Regions from separate parts of the Cricetulus griseus genome. Here region 1 is linked to region 2. Evidence: chromatin contacts called from public Micro-C data. All regions are on one chromosome and are shown on one strand. Each heading gives the region's core, a stretch centred on a gene start, on an enhancer-like site or on the middle of the called end of the contact. The rest is flanking DNA. Distances are from core to core; before and after follow the strand shown.

What was found. A called contact is a pair of places that touch in the nucleus more often than the background predicts.
Region 1: a Micro-C map of the CHO-K1 cell line shows a contact between it and region 2, with 4 times the contacts expected there. The contact joins the promoter of Heatr1 here to the enhancer-like site in region 2. A contact is called at or near these places in 6 of 8 Hi-C or Micro-C datasets (the CHK-Q cell line, the CHL-YN cell line, the CHO-K1 cell line and 2 more).

The regions. Positions count from the first base shown.
Region 1 is chr3:236,405,553-236,409,449 of CriGri-PICRH-1.0, reverse strand. It overlaps Heatr1 (HEAT repeat-containing protein 1), which reads right to left and starts at 2,001. Exons shown (of 45, transcript XM_027409449.2): 1 at 1,843-2,001; 2 at 1,398-1,571; 3 at 718-934. The coding sequence starts at 1,539.
Region 2 is chr3:236,199,012-236,202,786 of CriGri-PICRH-1.0, reverse strand. The region is part of intron 22 of Mtr (methionine synthase); the gene reads left to right. Among named protein-coding and RNA genes, the nearest start is that of Mtr, 66 kb to the left of the region's middle. Within about 2 kb of position 2,251, at least 1 of the 6 cell types and tissues checked has open chromatin away from gene starts, as enhancers often do.

The sequences.
Region 1 (3,897 bases), core at 752-3,251, 210 kb before region 2:
AATGGACAGTCTTAACCTCTAGTGTAGTAAGAAAGAAATTTAATAGTTTTGCCCTTGTGAATGAATCTGCAATGGCAAAGAACACTGTTCCTTAGAACTAATGAAGTCCAGACTGGTCTGATAGCTCATACCTATAACCATAGTACTGAGGTAGGCGTAAGAGTTCAAAGCCTTAATTTCAAGACTTGGGAGGCAAAAGCAGGTAGATTCATGAATTTGAAATCAGCCTGATTTACATAGTTTTAGGCCAGTCAGGGCTACAAGGAAAGGCACATTCTGAAAAAAGAAAAGATAGAGAAAAAGCTAAAAATCAGTTCAAGCTGTATGAGACCCTATTCCCAAAACAAAACTAGACAAGAGTATAACACTAATAAATAAAAGACCCAGAAACTGATATTGGGGTTTAAGCGTCAAGCTGAATATCAGAAAAAAGCAAAGCAGCTGGACACTAGCTTCTTACCTCTACCTCAGGCTGAACATGCTAATCCTATCTGTCTATCTCTTAATCCTGGGTCAAACTTTAATACATCATGAATAATGTATCACTACACAAGAGTGATGACATATGCCTTTAATCCCAGCATTGGGGAGGAAAAGGGCTGATGTCTGTGAGTTTGAGATCAACCAAGAGATACACAGTGAGGCCCAGCAAACAACACAGCTTTAACAGGTATTCACAACTATTTAAGTTTGTAAAGGATTAACATGGTTAGCTACCTGTGAATCAACCATTCCAGACACTTCTGGGCTGGCTTAAGCAGGAAATAAGGAGACAGGTGAATGAGGAACAATGAAATGTTTTCATCCAGCTGTTTGTTCACTGCTTTGGTCTGAACGCTGCGCTCCAAGGTTTTTGCTAGCTGGCTGAACAATGGTGCTTCAAACTGTTCAAAGGCAGGGTCAATTCCAAGAAGCTCCTCCAGGCCAGTGCATCCTAGAAGAAGAGTCACTTATAACTTCCTTCTAAGCAAACTCAACAAACAGATCTTCTAGTTTTCCTTACTCTTTGTCCAAGAACTAATAATGCATAATGCACTCTCAAACGTTGGTTTTAGCTTTTATGTATAAGATAAATCTGATCTCACTCACTAGGAGAAAAGAAAGTACTTCATATCAAGATATTTTTAATACTTATTATAAATACACTCAATTTTGGAAGACTCCTCCCACACCTCATTCACTGTCTCAGTTCTCCTTATTTTTCTTCCTTTTTACATATTAGTTTCTTTGTGAAATTTTAGATATCACTACTTATAAATTCAAGCATCAAGCAAGATTGCCTTTTTTCCCCTTAACGAGACAAATCAAGTTAGACACTGTTCGGGAATCGAACAGGGCACAGAAAAAGCCCCTAATACCATTGCTCCCGGAGCTTTGCTAAATGAAAGGGAGCTCACCGATGGCAAAGGCGGTGTCTCTGTCGATGGTAGCCGCTTCCTTAGGGTCAAACAACAGAGAGGCAACTTCATGTCTAGTTAGGAGGCTGGGATCAGTTTGAGGGAGGGCGAGTCGCTGGAGTTGCTGGGCTAAGGACGTCATCTTGCAAAGGAGAGGATGTCTCAAAACACGGGCTAAGAACAAACATCGTGGAAAGTGTTTTGCGAAACTTCGAAGTGACTTTACTTGGCAGCACAGGCAACACCGCGCTCAGTACTCTAGAGGCCACAGAAACCCGCCGCCCAGCACTCCAGAACCCCCCCGAAGCTCAATCACCACGGTAACAGCATTAACTACACCGCGGCAGCGCATGCTTTACCCAGGCGGGGACCACGGCTGCAAAGCCCACCCTGGCTACCCGTCCCAAGCTACAGCCGCTCCCGGCCGGAACGTGCTCCTCCTCACCCTGAACTCGGAATATCCGCAGGATTCAACAACCAACAACTCTTCAGAGCAGCTCCCACATGGTGCCGGCGCGATCCCGGAACTCTAAAGCACTCCTCATAGGAACTTCCTGTTTCGCACTACGGCAAGAGAAGACGGACATATTTGTAGGAAACGCGATACGATAGCCCCGCCTCCCCGACACAAAGTCAACCTCGAGTGTGTAATCCCCCACCTACTTCCCCTTCCTCACTCCTGATCTTCGAAGCCCCGCCCTCGTCCTCGCGCCTCTCTGAAGCTCCGCCTTCCATCCTCTCCTCTTTCCAAGACCCCACCTTTATCCCACGCCCCTCGCAGTATTTTACTAAGCCACGCCCACAACCAGTATCCCCTTCCTGGCCTTCCCCAAAGGCCACGCTCACGAGCCCCGCCCTTTTCTGGGCCCCGCCCCTTGGGACTAGGGCTTGCCTCTCGTGATTCCTGCTGTCATGACTGGTGTTGCTGTGTGCCCTTAGGCTAAGGTCTGGGATTCAGTCTCTGAACCGCCTTTTGGAGTTTTTATGGGTATGTTGCAGGGATGGTTCATTCACGAGATGCTTATCCATCCAGCCAGGAGCTGAGGCGCAGAAAGCTGTTTTGTAGGAGTACAGATCTCTGCACCATACTTCCTACTCCGCTGTAGGAACCTCCTCAAATTCTTCACTTGACTGAGTTTGTCACATGCTACACGAGGCAGGGACAAACCTGGGATGAGGGGCAGACCCCAGTGCAGTCTGGTTGATTTGTAAGTACTGAACACTCACCACGATCAGCCAATGACAACTTTATCACTTTTGCCTGCATTCCTAGGGGTGGTATTTTTTTTATTCCTTTTTATTACTATTTGAAATAATGGTGGGAGAGGGAGGTTCGAGACAGGGTTTCTCTGTGTAACAGTCCTGACTGTCCTTTAACTAGCTCTGTAAACCAGGCTTGCGTCAAACTCACAGAGATAAACCTCATTCAAGAGATTTATTGGGAGGGAAGAATCTAGGAGAGTAGCTGCCTCTGCCAAGGTGGAAGAAGACAGCAGCAAACTGAACAGGAGCAGGGTTTATATAGGGCTTCTTAGGGACAACGTTTTTCCAGAGAGTCAGATTTCCAGGGTCAGATTTTTCAGTCCCAGAGCTCAGATTGGCTAGATCTCGTGCTAAGGGATTGGTTGGTTTTCTGCTCAAGGACTGGTTTGTTTTCCCTGCTCAGGAATTGGTTGGTTTTCTGCTTAGTTAGTTAGGGACAGATTTGGCTCTGTTTTCAGGGCCAAAATGTGTTTCTTTATCTGTGGTTTCAGGGTCAGGGTACATTTGTTTGGCTCTGGTTGCAAGGCCAAAGTGTGTTTCTTTTGGTTCTGCTCAGGGTGTGTTTCTTTAGCTGGCCTTTTTCTCCTACAGTTTGTATAGTGAGTTAGACCCCACTGGGGAAAACTAATTCTTCATTTGTGAGGGATTATCAATTCAATGGAAGATAGTTGGGAGGGGTCTTGTGTCCTTCCTCTCTCAGTATTGAGAGCCCATCTGGCCCAGACCTGTGCCTCCATTCCCTCTGGCTCTTACTATCTTTTCACCTCCTTTCTGCAGGGTTCCCTGAGGGAAGGGAATAGATAGAGACATTCCATTTAGTAGTGAGTCTTGGAGATCTCTCACTCTCTACTTATTGTCCACTATGGGTCTCTGTATTTGTTCGCTTCAAATGAAGGGGGAAATTTCTCTGACAATGGCCGAGCAAGAACACTGAACTGTGAATATAGTAGAATGTCTTTAGGAGTCATTTTATTGATCTGTCTATCTGTATCTATATATTTATGTGTGTATATATAATATCTATTACATATCTACACAATATTTATATAATGTAATTATATATATGTATATGTATTAGAACAGTAGTAGTTGGTTTTTCCCTAGTTCCCTATCTAGTCCCAGGTCTTTGGTGGCCTGAGCAGTGTCAGGCATGGGATCCATGTCATGGAGTGCCCCCTAAATCCAACCAGACATTGGTTGGTTACTTCCACAAACTATGGCACTATTCCACCAGCAC
Region 2 (3,775 bases), core at 1,002-3,501:
AGTAGGGCAGGATCCTGGAGGCAGGAGCTGATGCAGAGGCCATGAAGGGGGTGCGGCTTTTGGGCTTGCTTTACTTGGCTTGTTCAGCCTGCTTTCTTATAGAACCCAGGGTTACCAGCCCAGGCATGGCACCACCCATCATGGGCTGGGTCCTCCCCCAATGATCACTAAATGAGAAAATGCCTTACAGCTGCATCTTATGGAGGCATTTCCTCAACTGAGGTTCCTTTCACTGATGATTCTAGCTTGTGTCAAGTTGACACAAAACCAGCCATTACAAGGCTTCTAATGGTCAGCATGTATTATTTTCCACTCAGCAAACTGCCAGGTTTTAGATCAGGGTTCTAGCTGGCTTTTTAGGAAGGCTTTGCCTTTACTAATCTTGACATCCTCTGTGTTTCTCGGTGATTATACTAGTGTTCTCTAAGGAACAGAACTGATAGAATGAACTAATATCTACCTATATATTTGTAAAGAATTTGATTTATTAGAGAGGCTTACAGGCTGTGGTCCAAGTAGTTTAATACTGACTGCTTCCTGACAGAAAGGCCGAGGATCCAATAGTTATTTGGTCAGTGAGACTGGATATCTCAGCCATGCCTATCTGGTGCTGGAGTCCCAGGGAGGTCCTAGAGAGTGCCAGTTTTCATCCACTTTGGAATTCTTAGGTTTTACTACTCAGAGTCGGGGCAGGCAGACAGAAAGCAAACGCTTCCTTCTGTCATGTCCTTTTACGTGGGCTGCCACTAAGCAGGTATGGTTCAGATTTAGGGTGAACCTTCTGACCTTAAATGATCTAGATTTAGGGTGGATCTCCAACTTCAAATTATCCAACCAAGAAAAATTCCTCACAAGTACACCAAGCTGCTTGAGTTTTAGATACTTTGAAGTGTAGTCAAATTGACAACCAAGATTAGCCATCACAGTGACCATATAGTTTTTGGAATGATATATTCAGGTAAAACCCCTTTTTGATATCCCATAATGAATAAACATTCATACCAAAGTTATCTCCAGATAAGCTAATAATTTATATTTTCTCAACTTCACAATATGTTTCGATGAAAAATCACTAATGCCTGTCGTGGTCCATGGCTAGCTAGCAGTCCTTTGGAGTCATGGGCTACTTTCCACTGTGCCTTTTCTCTGGTGGAGGAGTCTGCTGGTGCTGTGATTATGCTCTCTTGTGATCTCGTTTCTGCTGTCAGCTAACAGTGAGCTTCCCAGTCTCTGGCCTCTCAACACTTGACCCATTTCTGTCTGGAACACTGATTAGATTCCATTCAGGAAGGCTAAGGCTGGCTGTTTAAGGAGGGTGGGGGGCAGCTTTCTGCATGGACAGTCTTTCTACCTTTCTTTCCAGCCTTTGTCTTGAAGACAGCATTTTTTCCTAGCCTTGAAAGTCAGGACTTCAGTTTCTACCATCTACTTATTGTTCATTGAAATGACAAGTCAGCCTTTGTTCTGTGATGTAACTTACTTGCCATTATTGTTTTGATGGCATCAACTTTAATTGAATTGGCTCATTTTGTATGCTAAATTTCCATTGAGAAATATTAGAATATTCAGAAGTGTTTTGATCAGATTATTGATTGCATAATAGTTGATTTTAAATATACTCAAGTATGGAAAAGACAATTATGTACTTTTCCTATTTAACACTAATTGTATAAAAAATCTGCATATCAACAGAGAACTACTATAAGTCACGGGCAGATGATGCTCATCCAGCCTCCCTCAGGATCCTCAATTTGACCTCACAGGGTCATTGATAATTTAGAAGCCTTTCACTTGTCTTATTTTGATGGGAGGACTTTCAAAGTTTTAGGTTTTTAAAACAGAAATGGGCTGGGCATGGAGGTGTATGTCTTTAATCCAGTTCTCAAGCACAGGGGTGGGTGGATCAACATGGTGAGTTCCAGGCCAGCCCAGGCAAGTAATCAGAGCAAAAGCTTCCTTCTAGGTCCTTTTATGTGTGTTTCCACCAGAAGGTATGTCCCAGATTGAGGACTTCAAATGATGCACAGTTAGGGTGGGGGTGGGAGTGGAAGCAATAGCAGTAGGTCCTGTGAGTACTGCTTTACCAGGTAGAGGGAACAACAACAATAATTAAAAAAAAAAAAAAAAAAAAAAAAAAAAAAAATCACAGCTGGGTGCTGGACTGGTTGGATGGTTCCATCTAGTGGTAGGTTGTGTGAATTGCAGGGGCAGCAGTTAGGAAGTAACAGCCACTATCAGGTTCCCGAAAGAGGAACTGAAGTTTAGTACAGTTGAGTACCCCATCCCCACTCCCTTCTCCCTTCCCTCCTCTACCTCTCTCCTATTTTTAATTAACAAGGAACACATATTCCTAAGTTACACATTTATGAAGTGCAGTATGACTTTAAAACACATGTATACGATGTATCTTGAGCAAGCGTTTGTGTCCTTATGCATCCTTACTGAGGCATCAGCCCTTTATCCTCCTCTTCCTCACCCTGTCTAGCCTCTGGTAATTAATTTTTAACTCTCTTCACATGAGAGAGGTCCTATGTCTGCATCTGGATTGTTTCTCTTAACATAATAACGTCCATCAGCTCCATCTCTTTTGCTATACAATTGTCCCTTTCCTTTGAGATTTCTCCTCAAGAGGAAAAGAGCTATTTTTATCTATTTTATATACTCTGTGTAATTTAAGATGTTATTGGATACTCATGTTTTGTAGCTTATATTTTTTTCTGAATTTGAATCCCAAGTACAGTGTGTGCTTAAAACGCTTTTTAAGAATGCTTTAAAAACAATGCCTCTGTGTGTATGTGTGTGTATGTATGTGTGTGTGTGTCTGTCTGTCTGACTGGAACCAATCTTACTCCTCCATTCAACGCCTGAAGTGACTTCTCTTATCAGAGAATCATAGTCCTTGCCCCGATCTACAAGGTCTTTTTTCAGACTTCAGAGCTGACAGGATCCTTTTGTGCCGATGAAATCACAATCTCTGAGAAATACAGGCCAGTTTCCAGTTGGGCTCAGTTGAAAACAGTGTATGTTCCATTGTCTGATGGTGGCTCTTGACCCTGGGTCTGAGAAGCCTTCTGCTTCTTTGGGTGTGTGTGATGTATAGTTTCTGTCCTTTGCCCTACAACCTTTTCTTTTCCTGTCTCTGTTCAACCACCATAGTCACCTGGATTTTCCTCATGCAAGTAAGACATACCCTAAAGTAGCAAGATTAAATGGGAGAGAACTGTGAGAGCAAGATAATTGCCATTATTCTGATGATTTTAATCAGATTTAAAAACTTAATACAGGGCTGGAGTGACAGTTTAGCCATTAAAGGCTAGAAAATGTCAAAACCATATGGTGTTGTAAAGAATCAGCTTGGTGGTGCATACATTTTTGTCTTAATTTAAAAGCTGTTTGCTCTTTTTCCTAATTTTATATTCAGCAATGTATACTTAGTCATCTTAAGCAAAAGATCTTTAGTTACTAGATTTTTCTTTACTATGTTAAAAAACAACAGTAACCTAGGGGTTATTGGTCACCAGCACCAGCATCTGTCTGCCATTGGCCAGTACTAACAGAGCCCAGTGATTGTTTTGTTTTTGTTTTTGTTTTTTTAATTAACCAACACTATGGAACCCTCAACAGAAAGTGAGACAATTTCAGGTTGAAAACAAACCTCTTGTAAAAAAATATAGGGACAAGATACCAATCCATTAGTATAAGAGGGTTTGCAATAAAAGTGATAAGCAAGTCTTACTTCCCACCCCTGTGTTCAGCACTCACTACTGACTTTTGA